Linked DNA regions of Mus musculus: all the other regions are linked to region 2. Evidence: chromatin contacts called from public promoter capture Hi-C and targeted proximity ligation data. All regions are on one chromosome and are shown on one strand. The core of a region is the stretch at or near the end of the contact, and the rest is flanking DNA. Distances in the headings are between cores, read along the strand shown.

Region 1 (3,566 bases), core at 926-3,425, 590 kb before region 2:
GAACCAACTATGGAAGTTGCCCTCTGACCTCCACATGTGCACTGTGTCATGCACATATACATATACACACACACACACACACACACACATACACACACATATACACACACATACACACACCCATACACACACACACACACCCATACACACACACACACATACACACACCCACACCCACACCCCCCCCCCCCACACACACACAAGTTCCCAATGGCCACCAGGACCAGGACCTCTTGTGTGCCTTTAGTAGCCCTACCAGGTTTCTGAGCTCTGAGAAAACAAGGAGCCCATCACTGCATTGCCCTTCGGAGTGAGGCCGTGGACTCTGAACCTGGGAGAGGCCCAGAGCCTGTGCATTAGTCACTAGACAAAGACTTTCCTTCAGGTCAGTGGCTTTATTAATGGGTTCAACCCCAGTGTTAGGCAGTGTGTATGTGTAGGAGGAAGGTCTCTTCTCCACTCCTGACCTCAGTTTCCCTCTGTCACACAGGGAGAGAAGACTTCCCTGCTTTCTTCATCGGGATATCATGAAGTCCAAAGGCAGCCATATGCATGTTTGGGCTTCTCAGGCATATAGCAACCCCCCCAGGACAGTCCAGACATGGTCCTAGCCTGTGAAGGCTCACAGTCTATGAGGGAGGCCCAAGCCTTGGCCAGTCACTGGCAGCTGCCCAGAAAGCCATGTGGAGCTTGGCCCTGGGAGCAGGTGATATTCAGGAAGTTCTCAGCCTTTCTTTGGCTTCACTGAACTCTGACCTGGAAGTGGGTGGCTGGTCTTTGTGGGGCCAAGGGGTCACAGTTGCTACTCTCATTTCTGTGTAGGTCCCTAAGACCTTCATAAATGCCAGTCCAGGGAGTCTTTAAACCCAAAAGGTAGAGAGCCAGGTATTTCCTCTTCAGGCCTATGGAGATCTTTGCTAAGAGATAGGTGCCAGAACCAAGAAGAGCAGCCACATGGGGGCTTTGAATGATCTGGTGGCAGAGGCCTCCTTGGGTCACAAGACAAAGTTCAAAAGCTGGAGCAGTTCAGAGTCCAGAAAAGCCATGCAGGGGCAGATGAAAAGACACAGGAGCAGAGCCGGTGGAGTGAGGGACAGTCACAGCAGCTTTAGTTGTTGGTGTCCAACAAGGTCTCTGGGGAGGCTGGTTGACTCAGGGTCACACTGGGGAAGCTGGCGACAAAACTCCTCCACCTTCTTTTCACATGCTGGAAGACCAAAGTAGGAGAAACATCATAGCAGTGGCTTCAAGTGGTGTTCCACTCACAGCCACCAGGTGGGGGTAGAGCCATGAAAGAGAAGCTAAACTCCTGGGGGGAGGGGAGACCCTTCCCCCTGGGACGAAGGGCCAGGAGGGGTGGGGCAAATCTACTCTTCATCCTGTGTGAGAGGTACAGACGGTAATTTGCCAGAAGTTGCATTGGCCAATCTGCCTGCCTCCTGCTCTAGTCACCCTTGCAACATAGTATTACATTAATCATCTTAATACAGCTCTCAGAGCCTTGTGTGGTAATATATGCCTGCACTCCCAGCACTCAGAACACTGAGTAGGATCAAGAGTTCCAGGCCACTCTGGGCTACTTATCGAGACCCCATCTCAAAACAGAAACAGCTCTGACCATATTCCACCCAGACCCCATTTGCCCACCCTCCTCCAACCTTCAGTGAATCCCCAGTGCCCACAGGGGTGAGGGGAATCACAACTGCTTTTAGTCAAATGCATTCAATTCCTGGGTATTTTGCTTGGCTTTCCTCAGGTCAGCTGTGCTCTTAACCCTTTGCTGCCCGGAGTCCCCACCCTTCCCCATGAAAGTGATAATTCAGTTTGAAGCCACACCTGCTGGTACTGTCTCAGCCACCGCCGGCTGCCTCCTCCTCTCTGGCCTTGGATCAGCTGTTCTTTGTCTCCCAGGGTCCCTGGCAGCCGCTCCTGGACAGAGACCTCCAGCCCTTCCGTGCCATCGGGGACCTGCGACCTGGACTTCTCACGGCCCAGTCTGAGGCTCAGTGCTCTGTGGAGTCGGCCATCCAGAGACCTCCCCTGGGACTCATGGAGCCTCCCATAGGAGGGCCGGGGTTCTCTAAAGGACTGGCTACGCAGGCTGGTCCCCATGATCCTAGAAGCTAGCACTGGTCGGTAAGCCACTAGCTTTGTGAGATGGCCTGGTGCCTTCACTCATATGATGGGAGATCACCTGTAGACAAAGGTCAGTGCTGCTGAGGTGGCTGTCATAAACCAAAGGGCAGGCCACAGAGGCCAAATATCTCTGAGTCATTCTCTCCATTGACTTCTCACCCTGTGGGACTATACAGCGCAGGCTGGCTTCCAGCTCGGGATCCTTCTGAATGCTAGGCTGGTTCCTATTGTCTTCCCTCCTCCCTCCAGACAGCCTTCTCTGACCACACCACCCTGGAGACCTTGCCGGCCTCCTCTGGCCTTGGCCTTGGCTGGCCGTACCACTCATCTCATTGACATTAAGCAAAGATTACTTCTACAACAGGACAGAGAACAGAATAGCTTCATTCTACAACAGTCAAAACCGTAACTACCAGGGTGAAATCGGGTAAGGCAGGGGCTGGACAGTGGACGGTACTTGTTTTCATGGCTCCAGACCTTCAGTTTTACAAGGTGAAAAGTGCTCTGGAGGTCAGCGGCACACATCCAAAATCGTGACCTGCAGGGGCTGGGGGGACGGCTCACTCATAAAGTGCTTGCTGCACAGGATCTGGGTTGGGTTCCCTGGTACCCCTGTGGAAAGGTGGATATGCATCTGTCATCCCAGACCTGGGAGAGACAGGAAACTCTCTGGGACTTGCAGTCCCTGTCTGAGCTGCATTGGTGAACTCCTGACCCAGTGGGACACACTGTCTCAAAAACTAAGGGGAAGGAGTGGTCGAGTGGGTACAGGCACTTGCTGACAAGCCTGACAACCTGAGTTTGATCCTTGGGATTCACCTGGTGGAGAGAACTGGCTGCCACAGGCTTTCCTCTCTCCACCACACATGCGCTGTGGCTCTCAAGAACACACAATACACACACACACACACACACACACACACACACACACACACAAATAAATGTAATTTGAAAATGTAAAAAGGTGAGGCCAGGCAAGGTGGCTCATTCAGTGCTCATGCCAGGGGAATTTCTGTGAGTTTCGGCCAGCCTGGTCTACACAGCTAGTTCCTCTCTCAAAAACTAAGAGGAAAAAAATTAAAGGTAGAGAATGACAGAGGAAGACACTTAGTGTCAACTTCTAGATTACACACATGTGTGCGAGTGTACACACACACACATAATCCCTTCACACACCATACAGAGACACAAAGAAAAAAATGACCTATAGTAAATATTATCTCAGTGCCAGACTTTTGTCTTAGACAGGGTCTTATGTTGCCCAGATGGGCCTCGCTATGTGGCAGAGGATGATCTCGAATTCCTGATCTCTGCCCTCCTCCACCTCCTGAATTCTTGGATTACAAGTATGGGTCACCATGCCTTGTGTAGACAGTGCTGGGGATGGAACACTGATGCTTGTGCACGCTAGGCAAGCACTGTGCCAACTC
Region 2 (3,356 bases), core at 783-3,282:
ATAGGTGTTAGGAATGACATAGTTCCTGTCCTCATGGAAAATATTCAGGGAAAATCTGATTAAAGAGGGGTTTAGAACCCAGACTCTAGCCATCACTCTGGGCCATGGTCAAGCCTCCGTTCCCTTTGTCCCTCTGTAAGGGCTAAAGTGATCCCCCCTTTTATTTTTATTTTTTAAAGGTGTATTTATTTTATGTATGAGTGCTCTATCTGCACGTACACCTGCATGCCAGAAGAGGGCATCAGATCCCATTACAGATGGTTGTGAGCCACCATGTGGTTTCTGGGAATTGAAGTCAGGACCTCTGGGTTTTTTTGATTGTTTGTTTGTTTGGTTGGTTGTTTTTTTTTTTTTTTTTTTCTGAGACAGGGTTTCTCTGTATAGCCCTGGTTGTCCTGGAACTATTTTGTAGACCTCGAACTCGTGATTTTGTAGGCTGGCCTTGAACTCGTGATCCTCCTGCCTCTGCCTCCTTCACCAAATCCTACCGGCGTACGCATCCACAACTGGCAAGATTTATTTATTTATTTTATATATACAATACACAATAGCTGTATAGATAGTTGTGAGCCATTGTGTGGTTGCTGGGACCTTCGGAGAGCAGTCAGCCAATGCTCTTAACCACTGAGCCATCTCTCCAGTCCCGATCTCCCCCCCCCCCCAAAATTAATTACATGTTAAATGTATTTGTTCTGTGTATCTCTCTCTGGGCGGGATGGTGCAAAGAGGTGCACTTTAACATAGCTCGAGTGTACAAATCGGAGGAAGATTTTTCGGAGTTGGCTCTCTTCTTCCACCGTCTGGGAATTGAATTTAGGTTCTCAGGCTTGGCAGTCTGCTGAGCCATCTCACAAGCAAGCTAACATGACTCTTAAAGGATTTGGACAAATGGATAAAAAGGGAAAGGCATATCTCCCGCATCCCAGGCGGAGGAGCAAAAGCAGCTGTTGGACAGCATGGGCTGAGTTTGGGGATCAGAAAAGTCTGACCTTATGCAACTAAACGCTGAGTAGTTAGTCAGCTGTAAGTATCCGAGGGTGTGTCATGCTATCTAGAGAATAGTACCTGACAGTCTGTGAGAGAGGGACCCTTGGAGGGATTGTCTCCAGCGACGATGGGAGTGGTTACAGCCTGGGTGGGAAGAAAAGAGCCTAGGAGACTAGGAGTGAAGCTTACGGGCCTCACTTGGAGATCACAGGACTGGTGATGACTCAGGAGACCTTCAGGAGACAGGTCACTACACCTCTGCCTCCCAAATCTCCCGGACCACTGGAGAAAGCGATGGAACAAGGCCCAGTACAGATTCCTGTCCCATGTATACCACCAGGACTTCGTATCTTCTGGGTGGTCTCAGTTTCTGTCTCCTGCCCCATGCGTGAGCGCGTGTGTGCGTGTGAGTGCGTGTGTGCATAACGTATTGAGCGCGATTCCAAACCCTCCCAGCAGAGGCCCTCGGGGATGAGCCCAGCGGCGGACTCTACAGGGCATTTTCAGCACCAGCCGACGGACAGCACCAGTTCTGAAAGGAGTGGGAGGGCGGAGGAGGAGTCAGCGTTCCAGGGCTCAGGGCCGCGCTGTCACTCTCCCGGTGCGGGCAACAACAACAATTTCTAGCAGGCCGGAGCTCCAAAACAGGATGGAGTGAATTGGAGGAAAGAGCACAGAGTAGGGGCAGGGATCAGTCAGAGCTTGACCGACCGCCGCATTCCTCTTGGACTGCATTGCGGCGGAGCCAGCTTTGTGCCCTGACTAGTTGGGTCGGTCAGGACTTTAATCTTCCTATTGGCGTAGTCGTGGCAAGGAGCGTCAAGCGCCTCTTGGCGCAGACGCGGAACTAAGTTACAACTCCTTCTCACCTATTGGCTGGTAGCGCCGCAAATTAGCCAGCCTACTAGTCAATCCGAGAACATCTTGAGTAGCTCCGCCCCCTATCTGTCGGAAGTTGAATATGACAAAACCCGATTGGAAGAGAGCTCACCAGTAGCCAATTGAAAGTGTAAAGGGGGAGAACCAGCTCTTCCGACGAGCCAATGGTAGACAGCGAAGTGTGACGCCAAGGACATGGCGGCCGCGATCGGACAGCCCTGGGACGTGTCGGGCCGTCGGGTAACTTCGGTCAGGACCAGGCAAGAGAAGTAGCTGTTTCAGTAGTGTTCGTACCCACGACTCAGCGAAGTACCCACGACCCTTGGGTAGAGCGAACGTCACGGCCATGGCTTACCATTCGGCATATGGAGTCCACGGTGCGTGAGGAGTGGGGAGGGCGGGGCGCGGCCTGGCAGCGGGGAGCCAAATACGCTGAGAGACCCACTGGTTCTGTTGGAGAGGGTCTGCAGTGACCGCTGCCCAGGGCGGGGAGAGTGTCTCTCGGGTTCCTGCCCTGCCACACTGCAGCGTGTCCTGGACTTCGCCCTTACTAGCCAGTCCTGAGATCAGGCTGCGACAGCACTACTGGGATCCTCAAGTCTAATCCTGCTTGTACCGAATTTGCCTCCAGAACTTCCTTTCCCTCTTACAACTCGGGCAGCATTCCTGACCACTGTCCAGGGACTCCGAATAGCCAATATTGCCTTTTCTACCTGTGTTAAGTCAAGGAATGTCTTTGCGGTGATTGTGCCCAAGCAAACGTCTTTTCACTCGCTAGTACTCAGAGATCATTTCCCTTGAGAGACTTCCTAGAAACCCCAAATGGGTAGCCATGTTTAGGCACACCTTTCCCACTGCATGCAGTAAATGATCCCCCACCCTGACCCCCCGAAGGATAGGAGATCGACTTTAAAACTCATCCTGCCTTTTCCTCAATTGTTCGGTGCCTTAGGACCTATGCACAGCTTCCCAGCCTGGGGAAAGGGCAGTGGTCTGGGTTCTTGCTCTGTAATTCTGTAATCTACTTTGGTCCTCTCACACCTGCAGGTTCCAAGCATAGGACCCGGGCAGCTCCAGACCCTCCTCCACTCTTCGATGATACAAGTGGTGGTTATTCCAGCCAACTGGGCGGATACCCAGCCCCAGGAGCTGATGTAGCCTTCAGTGTCAACAACCTGCTTGGAGACCCAGTGGCCAATATGGCAATGGCCTATGGCACCTCCATAGCATCCCAAGGGAAGGACATAGTGCACAAAGAGGTGTGCCCTGGGCTCCCGGGAGGAGGGAGGCAGGGCTTCTGGCCAGGGTTGGGGTGTCACAGGATCCCATCTTACTCCCCAGGCATCCTTTAGGAAGGATCACGGTAGGGCTCATCCATAGCCTCTTCTCTTTACTTCCAGCTGCACCGTTTTGTGTCCGTGAACAAACTCAAGTATTTTTTTGCTGTGGACACAGCCTATGTCGCTAAGAAGCTAGGGCTATTGGTCTTC
Region 3 (3,175 bases), core at 125-2,624, 690 kb before region 2:
AATTTGGTTTTACAGAAAGACTTCAAACCAATGTCCCATATCCTTCTAGTAAGGAACTGCCTTCCCCAAACTACCATCCACCTCAAGGTGGACAACTACAGAACAAATTTGAGAGTTGCAAACGGAGGCAAAAATACCATCTAATCTAGATGAGTAAATAATAAATGAAACGTCTCGATATATGGATACGGGTGAAACATCCATTAAATAAAGGCCGGTTGGCACGTCAATCAATCCACAACACCAAGCAAGGGTTTTCGTTTTTCTAAATATCTTTCTCCAGAATAATGGCTTCTAATTGGATATACAAATGTTTTTTTTCTCTCTTGTAAATATAATACGGCCACGTTAACAAAATCCTTTCAGAGGACCCGATGACATAGTTTGCGAGAGCAGTTCGTGGCACTGCCCTCCTCGGCCTCGGTCGCGAGGGACACAGTCTGCACCCCAGGGCCGGACAGCAAAGCGGTAAACCTCGACTGCTCCCCTAGGGAAAAGGCGTTCTGTGGCTCACCCCTTGCAAAGAAATAAAAACTTTACATTAAGTCTTTAGATAAGACCGGGAACCAAACTTCCCAGGGCGGGGGAGGGGGGAGGGGAAATCTCACCGAGGATTTTGTTCTTGAGTTCTTGTCCAAGAGAGAAGTAAAATTCCAAACACAGACAAAATAAAATCCCAAACGTCGTCTTCGGTATTTCTGTGTATTAACCCAGTATCCAGAGAAGGGTCAGAGCGACCCGGAAAAGAGGAAACAGTTACTGAATCAAACCTCCTCTTCTGGCTTTTACAGACTCCGCGTCCGAGGCGTCAGGGAAGCAAGACCACTCGGCTACTCCCCCAAGCTGGCGGTCAGCAGCCCCAGCCCGAGACCCGGGTCAACCGGGCCGCGGGAAACACCCTCCTCTCGGTACCCTCAGCCGGCCACAGCCGCTACCGAAGCCCAGGAACCGCGGCCGATCAGCTGAGACCCGCCCGGCCGACGCTCCCCGCGCCGCCCGGCCCCCCGGAACGCGGGCCCCGGCCCCGGGGGGCGGAGAGGGCGGGAGCAGCGAAGCGCCCTGACCGGGGGCCTTCGGCTGCCTTTGCGTCGTCCCCTGAGCCGGGGCTCCGCGCTGCGGGACGATCCCCCGTACACCCCCAGCTACTCCCCAGTAGCAGAGGAGGGACTCCGGGGGATGGGCCCCCTGACGTTGCCCTTCCACGCGAAGAGCCCACTGCCCGGGAGGGAAACAACCGCGACGGGCCCGGGAACTGGAAAGGTGCTCTGCGGCCCGCCGCCGCCGCCGCCGCCGCTGCCGGGGAGGGGTGTTGTTTCCCTCACACAGGAGGATCCGCTGAAGCAGCCGCCGCCATTTTGAACCCGTCAGATTCTCACATACACACAGCTCCTCCGGCCTCACTGCGCAGGCGCCCTCTCTTCACCACCACCCCCTCCCTCCCGTCGCCTCTCCACCCCCACCTCTTTCGAGCCTCCCTGCGCGTCTTACCGCTCTCCGGGACACACGTGAACGCGCACGCGTCACTCCCCCCACCCCACCCCGCCCCCTCTACCACGGACACACCGCCGGAGCGCGCACGCGCCGATTGCGTCGGCCTCGAATCGCCCGCGCCCCGCGACGCCGACGCGGTTCCCCGCCCTCCCCCCCTCGCGTCAGCCCGCACGCCCTCTGGCCGGCCTACCGCCCCCGCTCCCTGCCCGCCTCCTCTCAGGTCGCCGGCTCGACCGGGTGCCTGCGCCTGCGCGCCAGTCGCGAGCCTCCTCCGCGCGCGCTCTCTCTCTCCCCCACACCCGCACACAGACACACACGCACACACAGACGCGCGCGCGCGCGCACACACACACACACACACACACTCGCAACTTCGCCGGTGACCCCGCCCACCGCCGGCCAGCTGCGCCAGCCGCCCTCCCTCCCCCACTACTCTAGGGAGGGTTGTGACCCCCGACCCCCACAAAACACAGCACCCCGCCCCAAGCAGTAGGAAGCATCTCCCCTTCCCCTTCGAGCCACCTCTGCTGGGTGGTCAGACGGGTCACACAAACGTGGGCCAGACGGCCTGGGTCAGGGCAGCCGTTGGCCGCTTCAACGCGGGGTCCCCCGGGGTCATGCCATGGGAGCGGGCCAGAGCCGGGTGCTGTGCTCGGGTCTTGTCAGACCCAGGGAGTGCACGGAAAGAAGCGCCCTCCCGCCGGGCGCCCTCCCTCACGCGCCGGCCGGCCGAGGCCCACCTGCTCGCCATCCCGGAGTAGGCCCCTGCGCCCCCCGCTGCAGGGCCTGGCCGCCCTTAGCACGGGGGGAGCTCCTGTCCGTGCAGCGAACCGGTTTCGCCTCACCCACTCCTCGCCGCTCCGAAGGGGCAGGAACCGGTAGCAGTAGCATGTCTGTCCCGAGCTCTGTTCCCTCAGGGCAGCTCCAGACGCTTGACAAGGGAGTCCACAGGTGCTGTGCGCGACAGTGGGATCCACGACGGCTCAGGGGTGGCAGCAGCTAGCACACCCCACTGCGGGCCGCAGGCTCCCAGGGAGGTGGCCCAGGGAGCCCCTGCTGTTGGCCACGCTCAGGTTTCCGTAGCGCCGGTGCCCTCGGCGGCCCGGGTGGGACGTGACCCCGCCCCCGGCGAGTCGGGGCACCCCCCACGGAGAGGGGCGCGGGCCGCCCCTAACCCCAGGGCCGCGGCTTGCGAGGGAGGCCCAGCCGAGAAAATGTCTCCGGTTTGTGTGCGCAGCTTCGCGCGAGGGTCAGCGATGGGGCAGCGGCGGCCCAAGCTGCTCGGCCCTGCCGACGAACCGGCTCCCGCGGCTCGACAGCCGCCCGACGGGCAAGCGGGCTCCGGACGTCGACGGAGCCCAGCCAGAGGTAACAGCAATGCCATGCGAGCAGCCCAACTGCGCTCAGGGCAGTTCCCCAGCCAATCTCGTGCTTTGAGGCCCGTTTAAATTGTAAATCCCACAAAGGACGGTGGCCTGGACGCTACACATCCAAGTGCTTGAGGTTGGCACTTTCCCCTTGCTGACTGGTGTCACATTTTTTTCTCCCTGCCTTGGTTTCCAACTCTTCACCTTGATTCTGAAGAGTCTGGGTTGGAAGAGGAAGACTACCGTGGTAGAGCTATCATAATAACGTTCGTAAACAGCCTTCTAGGTCTTTTAGGAAGACGTTAGTGGCCGACAGT
Region 4 (3,641 bases), core at 788-3,287, 780 kb before region 2:
TTAGGAGCAATGCATTCTGGGGAAAGATTGTCCAGACACAGAGAGTTCTAGAAAAGGCACCACCTTAAACTTTGCAGACCTCCACCTGCAGAAGAACCCCATGGCTGTGGCCGCCCAGGAGAGCACTACAAGCCCAAGATGCGGACTGCCCCTCCCCCACTCTTCCCTTTAAGTTTTGTCATTTCTGAACTCATTTTCATCCTAACTGCTGCTGCCCCTAGACAGCCCCAGCTGACACTCAGTCTAGTTCCTGTTTTGAGAAATCTGATTGCAAATGTCTTAGAAAAAAGGGGGGCCCAACGGCCTCTTCAAAACACAGACCAATTTTTCCTCTACAGGGCTTGGTTCTCAGTCAAACTGAAACCCAGTGTGCAGCCACTGGAGGAGGGGGCACGGTGACAGGCACAGCAGCAAGCCCGCAACCTGCCCACCTGGCTCTAAGGACAGAGGACACCAGAGGCCTATTTCACACTGCCCACTGGGGGTAGAGCATGTTCTACCACAGAGAATGACAGTAAAATCAAGGCCAACTCTTGGCTGTTAAAGGAGTTGGCATGGGAGGCTACTGGGACTGGCCTCACCACCCACCAGGAGGCATCCTGGTGGGTGGACACATCTCCTCTTCCAGATGCAGGACAGACGTCCAGGCCACCCTTCAGGTCAGGACAAAACATAAAACTCGAAGCTGAGAGCCCTGATGTGGAGGCCAGGTGACACTGCACAAGCCATTCCAGTCTGAGTTGTTTCCCCTCTCACACACACACACCTTGTTCTATGGGAACAAAACTACACCTGTCTCACTCGCTCTCTGGTCTCCTGTGCAGCTCAAATAGGAAGATAAGTCTATTTACCATAATATACTGGACAAGCCCCAGCTACACCTCTCACATCCTGCCCTGTTCTGCACCCACATCCTGGACAGTTTAAACTTTGATACCAGGTGCGATGACATCAGTTGTCTTGTAGAGAGGTGGCAGCATGGTCCATCTGCTGTAGGATGGGAGGTCCCCTGGTCAAAAGTACCCATAAGGAACCACAAGTGGGGAAAAGGGTAAAGTAGGGACTTCCCTCACCCACCGGAGCGCAGCCCTCAGGAATGGTACACTGCACTGTCCCCAGAAAGCACTCTCAAACCCAATCCCATAGTGACCCCACCATAGGGGAAGGCAAAATAAATAAATAAATAAATAAATAAATAAAAGTCTTCAAATTGGTCCTCTTCACTCCACAAACCTCACAAGAGTGTTACCCACTCCACGGGGAGTGGATAGGGTAGTGGAATACCAACGGGAGCAACAGACTGTGTGATACAATCGGGTAAACAGAGGCAGACTTGAGGAAGGGAACCACAAGGGAACACGAGAGGGTAGAGGGCAGAGCCAAGCATCAGGGTGGAAAGAAGGCTGCAGCAGAGTCAGGGGCTGACAGCGACCAGGCCGGGCAGTGAGATACAGGAAGCGGCAGGGCGGCCCAGGGCTAGGAGCTTGGACTTGGGGCGCCCAGGGCTTGCGGACACCAAGCCTTGCGGCGGCAGGGACAGAGGAAGTCTCCGGGTCCTGGGGCGGCCAGAATAATGGGGTCTCCGGGGCAGAAGGTCCCCGGAGTAGAAGGGGTTCCCGGGTCCTGGGGCAGAAGGTCCCCGGAACCTGGGGCGGAGGGGGTCCCTAGGGCACGGGATCCCGGGGCGGCGCGTGGGGCCCGGCACAGGCGGGCTCACCTGGGCTCTGGCAGCAGGATCTTCTTGCTGGCGCGCGCGGCCGGCGTGGCCTTGCTCTTCTCCATGGCCATCAGGTAGCTCACATCGGCCAGCACCGCCTCCAGGTCGGCCATCTTGGCGGCGGCGGCGGCGCTGTTCCTCCCGCCGCCCGAGGCTCCGCTCCGCTCCCGCTCGCTCGGCCCGGCCCGGCCCGCGCGGCTTGTGGGCCTCGGCGCCGCCGCCGCCCCGCCCGGTCCTCGCTCGTCGCCGGCTCACAGGCGGCGCCGCCCCATGGCGCCGGCTCGGGCCCGGCCCGGCTCGCGCTCCGCTCCCGCCGGGACTGCAGTCGGGGCGCCGCCGCCGCCGCCACCACCACCACCACCCGCTCGCCCGCGCCCCGGAGCTGCCGCCGCCGCCTCCGGCCCCGCCTGCCGCGCACAGCGCCAGCGAGCCGCCGAGGGGCCGAGCCGGGCGGGCGGCGGGCGGGCGGGCAGGCGACAGCGCCCCCTAGAGGCTGCACCGCTCGGGTCCGAGACACGGGTCTCAGTCCTGGTTTGTTACCTGAGTCTTCCACCAAGGACTCTAGGATGACCTCAGACCCCAAGCCATGACCACAAACGCGGATCCCATCTCAGCATGCTAGACTGCACGCTCCACTAGGGCCAAGACCGTGGGTCCTAACAAGAATCCTGACACCGACCAAGACTCCTATACTCAAATTTCTGAACATTCTCTCAGAGTCACACCATCATTACCACCCCTGACTCCTGACCTGACCAGATGACAATCCTGACTTCAAACTCCCAACAGGACCCCAGACTCAGAGCTTGGGCCGCACTCCTGACATGAACGTTTGTTGTTGTTCTTGTTTTAGAGAGGGTATCCCCGTGTAGCCTTGGCTAGTCTGTAACTCACTATGTAGACCAGGCAGACCACTAATTCACAGCGATCTGCTTTCCTCTGCCTCCCAAGTGCTGAAATGGATTAAAGGCATAGTCCATTAAACCACACTCTGATGAACGCCGAACTCATTAATTGATCGATCGATTGACTGATCAGTTGATTGATTGTGTATGCACATGTGGAGGTTAGAGGACAGACAATTTGACCATCAGTTCTCTCTTTTTACCACATGGGTCTCTAGGGATGGAACTCAAGGTCCTCAGGCTTGGTGGCAAACATTTTACCCACTGAGCCCTTCTGTGCCTTCTTCCTTGGCCAACTCCTGTCTACTTTACCTGGCTAGCACACGAGAGGCAAAAGCAGGTGTCTTTCTGTAAAGTCAAAGCCAACCAGGGCTATAGAGTGAGACCCCGTCTTAAGCAAATGAGTGAAAGCAATTTAAACTGCACACCTCTCTAGAGCACCTCTTTGCTTTCCAGGCTGCCAGGACACTCCCACCCCAGGCATGGACACTTAGAACCTGATTCTCCTGCCAGTTCGTGTCCAGCAAAGCAAGTATCCCGACTCCCCTGACTTCTTGACTCCTTCAGAAGAAAACAAATCCTATTAGGGGAGAAAGGTTGTCAGCGGACGACATCTCTAGACAGATCCTGCCTCTACTTCTCCTTTCCTAGGTCACCACTACAGCCTCCTGAGAGTCCTCTGACCTGTCCATTTCTCAGGGTTCCTAAAACTGCCCTCTGATACAGGCTCTGACCAGAATGGCTGTCCCCAAATCTAGATCTGATGGGATTACTGTACATTCAAGGCCAAACAACAGCTGTCTAGTGCCCCAGAGCTACCAAGAGTGAAAAGTCCTGTTTTTGTTTCTGGTTTTGGTTTTTCCAGACAAGGTTTCTCTGTGTAACCCTTGCTGCCCTGGAACTCACTCTGTAGACCAGGATGACTTTGAACTCAGAAATCTGCTTGCCTTTGTCTTCCAAGCGCTGGGGTCAAAGGTGTGTGCCACTATACCCACCTGAGACTGCCAAGTCTCCTTTGG
Region 5 (3,311 bases), core at 382-2,881, 650 kb before region 2:
TGGTTCATGAGCCTCTTAAGTGGTGGCACACACCTTTAATCCCAGCACTCATGAGGCAGAGGTCAGCATGGTCTACAGAGTAAGTTCTAGGGCAGCCAGGACTATACAGAGAAACCTTGTGAACACACACACACACACACACACACACACACACACAAAACCCCATAAACAGTTCATGGACTTTTCTGCCTAGTGTCTAGGATGCCTGCCCCAGGCCAGTGTTGCAGAGCCTTCCCCACCCCCTCCACCTTTAGGTGCCTCCTCTGATCTCCTGGTTCCCACGTTGGTTGGGTTCCCATGGGCAGTACCTAAAGACCTGGAAAATATCTCCTATACTTAAAAACAAAAAAACTGTAACTGGTCAAAGAAGGTGACGTCAGCTTTGCAAACCACAAAACCAAAGGCTGTGAGATGGGTATGGTGGTGCATACACGTGATCTGAGCAATCCTTGGGCCGAGAGACAGGAGGACTGAGCGTACAAGGCCTCCACAGTAATATCCTGTCTCAAAAACAAAACAGGAACCACTAAAGTAAAACGACAAAAATACAACCCCCCCCCCCAAAAAAAAACCCAACAACCATAAAAACCACTGGTATTCAGAGTAGCAAGCAAGACTGTGCCCTATTTGCCAGGTCAGCTTCTCTGGCTCCTTCCATCAAATTACCCACTTCTGCACAATCCCAGAGGCCAGAAGGACGTGGGGACAGGAAAAGAAGGCTTGCTGCTGAAGGCAAACCCACAAACACACAGGACCCCCACTCCTCGTGGAGGCACAGAAGGAGGGCTCAGCCACTGTTCTGGTCATGGGGTCCTTGAGGACTCACAGTGACAAGCCCAGAGAGCCAGGATGCAACCAGGTACCGCACCGAGCCGGCCATCAGCCTTCAGCCTCACTGTCCCAGCTTTCTTCCCCCTATCAGGTTGCTCTGAGAAACTGAGGCTTGGTTAGAGTCGAAGTATGGCATAATCAGACTCTTCAGAGAAGGGTCGGTGTTCCAGTTTTCCTCTCTAGGGTAAAGCATGGGGATTTGCACCATAGTGGATGGAGAAGAGGTGATGTCGCCCGACGAACATCACTTACTAACTTTCAGCAACTAACTTTCAGCACTCTTTTCTATACTACGCTCGGGTAGGGGCTTTCAGTCCTATCATGTAGTTAACCTTCAGAGAGGTTAAGGGACTTGCCCAAAGGCACACAGCTGTAAGAGGCAAAGGCTTGATTTTACTGCTGCCAGTCGAGCTCCAAAGTCCTCACACTCTCGTCGCCAAGTAGTGACAACAACTGCTCTCGTAGGATTTGCTATTTCCCTAGGTGGCCCAATTCAGTCCCTGTGACACCCCTCCCCCTAAGTGCTATTAGTCCCACTTTGCTTCTACTGGCTAAAACTGAAAAACTCTGCCTTCGACCCCAGGCCCTGCTGAGATTTCCCCCTAGGAGGCTAGAGCTGGGTTCTTTCGAGGCAGCTCTCAGCAGACCCGCACATGGGGGGTGTCCCCAGCGCAGGGCCAAGGATGAGGGCACTCACCTCTGGGAAGGCCCCTTTGGCGAAGACCATCATCAGTGACGTCTTCCCGCAGCCCCCGTCGCCCACCAGGACCACCTTGACCGAGTGCCCGCTCTGCGGCGCCTCTTCTCCCGCAACCTGGGACGCGTTCATCCCTGGCTGGCGGACGGCGGTGCGCGGAGCAGCAGGCGGTACGCGGCGGGCTGGCTGCGGCGGGCGCGGGGCTGGCCCGGCGGGACAGGAATGTGGAAGGGGCGGGGCGGCGGGAGGAAGTGGGAGCGGGGCGGCCGGGACAGGAGGCGGCCCGGGGGGCGGGGGACACCCAGCTCAGGTGAGAAGCCCGGGACAAGATGGGGGTGCGGCGCCCGCCCAAGGGTGGACGCTCCTGGGGTCCGGTCTCCTGGCGTCCTGTCTAGACACTCAAGAAAGACTTTTGCAGCACCTACTGCGTGCAGTCGCTGAGGCCGCAGGGGTGAGCGGAGACCTACGCCTCCAGAGGGCACCCAGGGCTCGTGGGAGAGTAGACAAGTACTTGGAGAGAGGCTGGGGACAGGGAAGGAGGAAGCACCTGGACTATCTGCCATGGGTGGGAGGTTATTTTTATGAATGAATGGGTGGGTGAATGAATGAATGAATGAATGAATGAATATGAGTTTCTGCTATTTGCGGACCTCCTCCAAATGTTGTAGGCCAGATGAGAAAGGAGTGGCCCGGGCATGCCCTTGTGGGTCACTGCAGGACCTCTTCAGCCAGCTCCAGGAAGTTTCAATGAAGGTGGAATTACCACGCATCTCACCCAGGCAGCCAGTGAGCTAAGGAAAACTATGGAACCGTCCATCTGTAGAGCTCAGAGCTAGCTCTGGCACATGGCAGATGTCATGAATGGTTCATATTATGGTATATAGTATGATGGCCTTTTAGTTTTATTTTTTACGCGTGTGGGCGTTTTATCTGCATGTATAGACATAGACATGCATCCTGGTGTCCTCTGCACTCGGAAACCCTGGAACTAGAGTTACAGACATTATGAGCCACTATGTGGGTGAACCGGGATCCTCTGGAAGAGCAGCCAATGTTCTTAACCTCTGGGCCATCTCTCCAGCTCTTTGGTATAATGTTTAATCAATGCAGATGATCCTTAGTTTCTTAGAGTCTGGGGACCCTGCACTGTTCCGATCAAAACCTCGACTCTGAGAAGCCTAGAATAGGAGGTGTCAGGACAGGAGAAAGGAAAAAGGGGCTCTTCGAAGAGACTGGAGCAAGGTAGCCACGCCCCCACTTCTTAGCGACAGGACAGAGGGCGGGACTTGGCTGAGGAGCTAGTATCTGGAGGGTGGAGCACTTTGGATTTCAGGAATAAATCTTACTTTTCTCTAAATCTCCGCAACCTTCTTTGTGATCAGATTTTTCTTTTTAACTTTTGGTGAGCATAAGTGGGCTGGAAATGTAGCCGCGCTGCCCGGATGCTTAACCAGCACTCATGAAAGCCTCGGTCCCATTCCCAGTTCCACATAAACCGGGCTTGGAGATCCATGCTTCTAATTCCAATACTGATGAGGTGAAGCCAGGAAAATCTGAAGCTCAATGTCAGCTTGGCTGTTCAGTGAGTTCAAGGCCAGCATGGATTAGATATTCTGTCTAAAAAAGAGGGGAAAAAGGTCTCGCCTGTCTCCCCAGACCTCAGACTGGGTGTTTAATGGAAGCTAAGTGGACCATGGTCAGAAGTCTTTGGGTTTCACCTCCATGACTTCATCTCCCATTGTATTCAAAGTCAGGCAGTGAAGAGGACCTTCAGCCCTATTTG
Region 6 (3,444 bases), core at 120-2,619, 680 kb after region 2:
TCTGTCCCTCTTAGCCAACCACCTCCTCCTGAGATCCTGCTTCCCCTGCCAGGCAGGCAGCAAGGGAAGGGGTTTCCCAGCGGGTCTAGGGGTCGCCAGAGTCCAGGAGCCTCAGTGCGGGCAGATCAAGGTACGGTGACCTCGGGCACCCACCACTTCTCTCTGACTGCTCTGCTACTGCTGTCAGCCAGCTCCGGGGGATCATACTGCTCGAGCTCCGGGATCCCCTTGCTGGGTGGTCCCCCGCCGTTGCCCTGTGCCGAGTACATGTAGTCCAGACCCCCAAGTTTCCACTCGCCAGCCCTGTCCACAAACACAGCGGCCATGCAGACATTATTGTGGATGAGGTTGCAGTCGTTGACCAGGAAGCTGAGGGCTTTCACGATCTGGTGTAACCCCCATGACAGCTCCTGCTCCTTCAGGCCACCTGCTTCTGCTCGTGCCTTGAGGTATGTTCCCAGGGGGGTCACAGCCTCTGTCACGATGTGGAGGCACTTTTCTGTCTGAGTAAGAAAAGGGGTATCAGGGCACGGTGCCAGAAGAGGAAGGGAAGATGAGGGGCGTGACAGGGAAAGAGGCAGTGGAGAAGATACCAAATCTGAAGCTACTGAAGCACTTGGGTACAAAGTGAGGGCCTGAGGAGAGTAAGATGGGTAGATCGGGCGACAGGTACCTCCAACCCATCGATATAGGCCAGGATGTTGGGGTGTCGGAGAGTTTTGAGGCGTTTGAAGGCAGCTTTGGCCACCTGGGTCTGCTCTTCAGCTCCCGGTTTCACATCATACACGAAGATGGACACTGCGCTGCCTGTGGCCTGGTGGAGGACAGACAGAGCAACCTGAGAGGCACGGGCCGGGTGATCTCTCCAACCTGCCTGGGCTACAGCAGCTCCGAGCCCATCTCCAAAACAGAAGGGAAGGGACTCCAGCCAGTCTCGCCCTAGGACAGCCCTGAAGGAGCTAGCCAGGCCCACGTGACCCCCGTCCGGTTTGCTTGTCCGTCCCTCGGTCCTTCCGCCCGCCACGTCGTCACTGCTCGCCCCGCTCCCCAGCCCGTTGCCGGGATTCTCGGTCGCCGCCACGTCAGGCCCGGCGCGACACAGCGAAGCCGGCATACATAGTAGGAAAGGCCGAGGTCGGCCGCGGCCTTCGGAGCAGCGCAGTATCTCACCTTTTTGCGGCCTCGGTGCAGGATCCAGGGCCCGGGCGGCCCGCCTTCGGGGGGCTCAGGGCTCAGCTCGAACGGGAAGTCCCGGACCGGGTCCCGGGCAAAGAACCACATCGTCGCCGCCGCCACGGGCTCGGGAGCCTCCACTCCGGGTCCTCCGGCCGCCCGAGCCGGGGCGGGGCGGGGCGAGGGCGGAGCCAGTCTGGTCTATGGGCGGGGTTTGAGTTGGGGCGGAGCTTTAGGGTGGGGCCTTGCGGGAGTGAGGCTGGACTGAAGGCAGACCTCCCTGGGCAGGGCGGAGCGTGACCGGAAGGGTGAGCCAAGATGGTCATCTGAATGCTCCCAACTTGTGGCCTTGTATAGATAGAAAAATTGAGTGTGATAGAGAGTAGTGAGTGCAACCGTTGTAGAATGAAGAGGGGAGGGGTTCAGGAAGTGAGCGTGACAATAGGGCCTATCTAAACCTGGGGGGGCAGGGGTGGAAAGAGATGGGGAGATAGAAAAGAAAGGCTACTAGTGGCAGGCAGTATGATTGGAAAGTAATAGTAGTGAGGAGAATGGTTATTGCTCTCATTTTTTAAGATATATTTATTTTATGTATATGACTACACTGTAGCTGGCTTCAGACACAACAGAAGAGGGCATCGGATTCCATTACAGATGGTTGTGAGCTGCCATGTGGTTGCTGGGAATTGAACACAGGACCTCTGGAAAAGCAGTCAGTGCTCTTAACCCCTGGTCTCTCCAAACTCCAATGGTTATCTCTTAAGCCAAACGCTCCTTCAACAGGCAATGGGCAGATTTGGGGTTCAGCGAGGAATTTAGTTACTACAATAAAGGTACTTGAGACCTTGAGAGTGGGGTTGAGGTGGAGATAGGCAAGGGGTGACACAAATGTCCTGAGAGGTCTGGGAAACTGTTGTTAGAGAAGTATGTCCAAAGTGGACATGGGTGCTGGCCAGAGTCCTGCAGGAGCTTGAAGCTGGGAATGATGTTTGAGTCACTGAGCTGAGCTGGCAGTTGGAACATGGCAAAGCCAGGAATAAACCTTTTCTTCCAGAATGTCTCTCAGCACCCTCTGTTGGCCCACAACCTCCTATAACTCCAGTTTTAGGAGCGCCAATACCCTGTGATAGTTTGTATATGGTTGGCCCAGTGTACTCCTATTAAGAAAATACCTCTGTGATGGTTTGTATATCCTTGGACCAGGGAGTGGCACAATCTGGAGGTGTGACCTAATGGGTGTGTCATTGTAGGTGTGGGTATAAGATCCTCACCCTAGTTGCTTGGAAGTCAGTCTTCCACTAGCAGCCTTTGGATGAAGACATAGAAATCTCAGCTCCTCCTGCGCCATGCCTGCCTGGATACTACCATGCTCCCACCTTGATGATAATGGACTGAACCTCTGAACCTGTAAGCCAGCCCCAATTAAATGTTGTTTTTTATAAGACTTGTCTTGGTCATGGTGTCTGTTCACAGCAGTAAAACCCTGACTAATACAGAAGTTGGTACCAGAAGTGGGGTATTGCTGTGATAGGCCTGACCATGCTTTTATTTGAAAGAATGTGGATTTTGGGACTTTGGATTTGGAAAGCAGTAGAATGCTTTAAATGAGGCTTAATGGGTCATCCTAGTAGGAATATGAAAGATTTTGTTGCTGGGAGTGATTTGAACTGTGTTGACCTGGCCCAAGAGATTTCAAAGGAGAAGATTTTCAGAATGTGGCATTAAGACTGGTTTTGTGGTATTTTGGTGAAGAATGTGGCTACTTTTTGCCCTTGTCTGAAAAGTTTGCCTGAGGCTATTGGTAAGCCTAGTTGGAGTGGAACACCCCAGTGTATTGGAGATGTCAGTACCATGGGATGATTACCAAGAACAGCAGCCATAGTGGAGTGGATCAACCTGAGCTTAGAATGCTACAGAGGGCAGAGCTGGAAAAGTGATGCCAGCCCTTAGGAGGAGTCCAAAAGATCAAGTGGAATCCCAGACACTGAAACAAGAAGCTGTAACATTGAAATTGCCTTGGAGACTCAAAGATGTTAAAGATGCCAGAGCCATGGGATACATGCTGAGGAAAGCTGCTAACAGGGAGTGGAACCAGCCCAGGAGAAAGCAGTTTGTTGCAGTCAACAAAGATGAGAAAGGAGTGGAGATCTGAAGACGGCTTTGACATCAGCCATGGAGATGCAGAGTTTGGAATTTGCCCAGCTGGTTTCCTGCCTTGCTTTGGGGATTACAGTTAATTAAATTGAATGAATCTCTGAAGAAACCTTGAAC

What was found. Capture Hi-C pulls out chosen DNA fragments and counts their contacts.
Region 1: a contact with region 2 is called in a targeted proximity ligation map of embryonic forebrain, with 2.1 times the contacts expected there. A contact is called at or near these places in 7 of 39 promoter capture datasets (the HPC-7 cell line, the SN4741 cell line, erythroid cells and 4 more), 2 of 484 Hi-C or Micro-C datasets (CD4 T cells and LSK cells), 7 of 130 datasets of targeted methods (craniofacial prominence, embryonic forebrain, embryonic stem cells and 3 more) and 2 of 9 other capture datasets (adipose tissue and liver).
Region 3: a contact with region 2 is called in a targeted proximity ligation map of pancreatic cancer cells. A contact is called at or near these places in 2 of 39 promoter capture datasets (3T3-L1-derived adipocytes and erythroid cells), 1 of 130 datasets of targeted methods (pancreatic cancer cells) and 1 of 9 other capture datasets (adipose tissue).
Region 4: a targeted proximity ligation map of microglia shows a contact between it and region 2, with 5 times the contacts expected there. A contact is called at or near these places in 4 of 130 datasets of targeted methods (embryonic stem cells, memory CD8 T cells, microglia and 1 more).
Region 5: a targeted proximity ligation map of bone marrow-derived macrophages shows a contact between it and region 2, with 4 times the contacts expected there. A contact is called at or near these places in 6 of 39 promoter capture datasets (the 3T3-L1 cell line, the SN4741 cell line, embryonic stem cells and 3 more) and 4 of 130 datasets of targeted methods (bone marrow-derived macrophages, extraembryonic endoderm stem cells and pancreatic cancer cells).
Region 6: a promoter capture Hi-C map of adipose tissue shows a contact between it and region 2. A contact is called at or near these places in 2 of 39 promoter capture datasets (both in liver), 1 of 130 datasets of targeted methods (pancreatic cancer cells) and 2 of 9 other capture datasets (adipose tissue and pancreatic islet).

The regions. Positions count from the first base shown.
Region 1 is chr19:4,496,408-4,499,973 of GRCm38.p6, forward strand. 2010003K11Rik (RIKEN cDNA 2010003K11 gene) reads right to left here and starts at 2,176. Exons shown (of 2, transcript NM_027237.2): 1 at 1,837-2,176; 2 at 381-1,207. The coding sequence starts at 2,112. The coding sequence ends at 1,109.
Region 2 is chr19:5,086,506-5,089,861 of GRCm38.p6, forward strand. Yif1a (Yip1 interacting factor homolog A (S. cerevisiae)) reads left to right here and starts at 2,033. Exons shown (of 8, transcript NM_026553.4): 1 at 2,033-2,243; 2 at 2,914-3,125; 3 at 3,267-3,356. The coding sequence starts at 2,213.
Region 3 is chr19:4,395,703-4,398,877 of GRCm38.p6, forward strand. It overlaps Kdm2a (lysine (K)-specific demethylase 2A), which reads right to left and starts at 1,375. Exons shown (of 21, transcript NM_001001984.2): 1 at 609-1,375. 9430078G10Rik (transcription initiation factor TFIID subunit 4) reads left to right here and starts at 182. Exons shown (of 3, transcript XM_030251152.1): 1 at 182-191; 2 at 628-1,748; 3 at 2,409-2,939. The coding sequence starts at 182. The coding sequence ends at 2,939.
Region 4 is chr19:4,304,185-4,307,825 of GRCm38.p6, forward strand. It overlaps Grk2 (G protein-coupled receptor kinase 2), which reads right to left and starts at 2,038. Exons shown (of 21, transcript NM_001290818.1): 1 at 1,718-2,038. The coding sequence starts at 1,830.
Region 5 is chr19:4,437,692-4,441,002 of GRCm38.p6, forward strand. A930001C03Rik (RIKEN cDNA A930001C03 gene) reads left to right here and starts at 1,632. Exons shown (of 3, transcript NR_045990.1): 1 at 1,632-1,698. Rhod (ras homolog family member D) reads right to left here and starts at 1,752. Exons shown (of 5, transcript NM_007485.5): 1 at 1,529-1,752. The coding sequence starts at 1,660.
Region 6 is chr19:5,770,050-5,773,493 of GRCm38.p6, forward strand. Scyl1 (SCY1-like 1 (S. cerevisiae)) reads right to left here and starts at 1,370. Exons shown (of 17, transcript NM_023912.3): 1 at 1,171-1,370; 2 at 674-814; 3 at 154-503. The coding sequence starts at 1,281.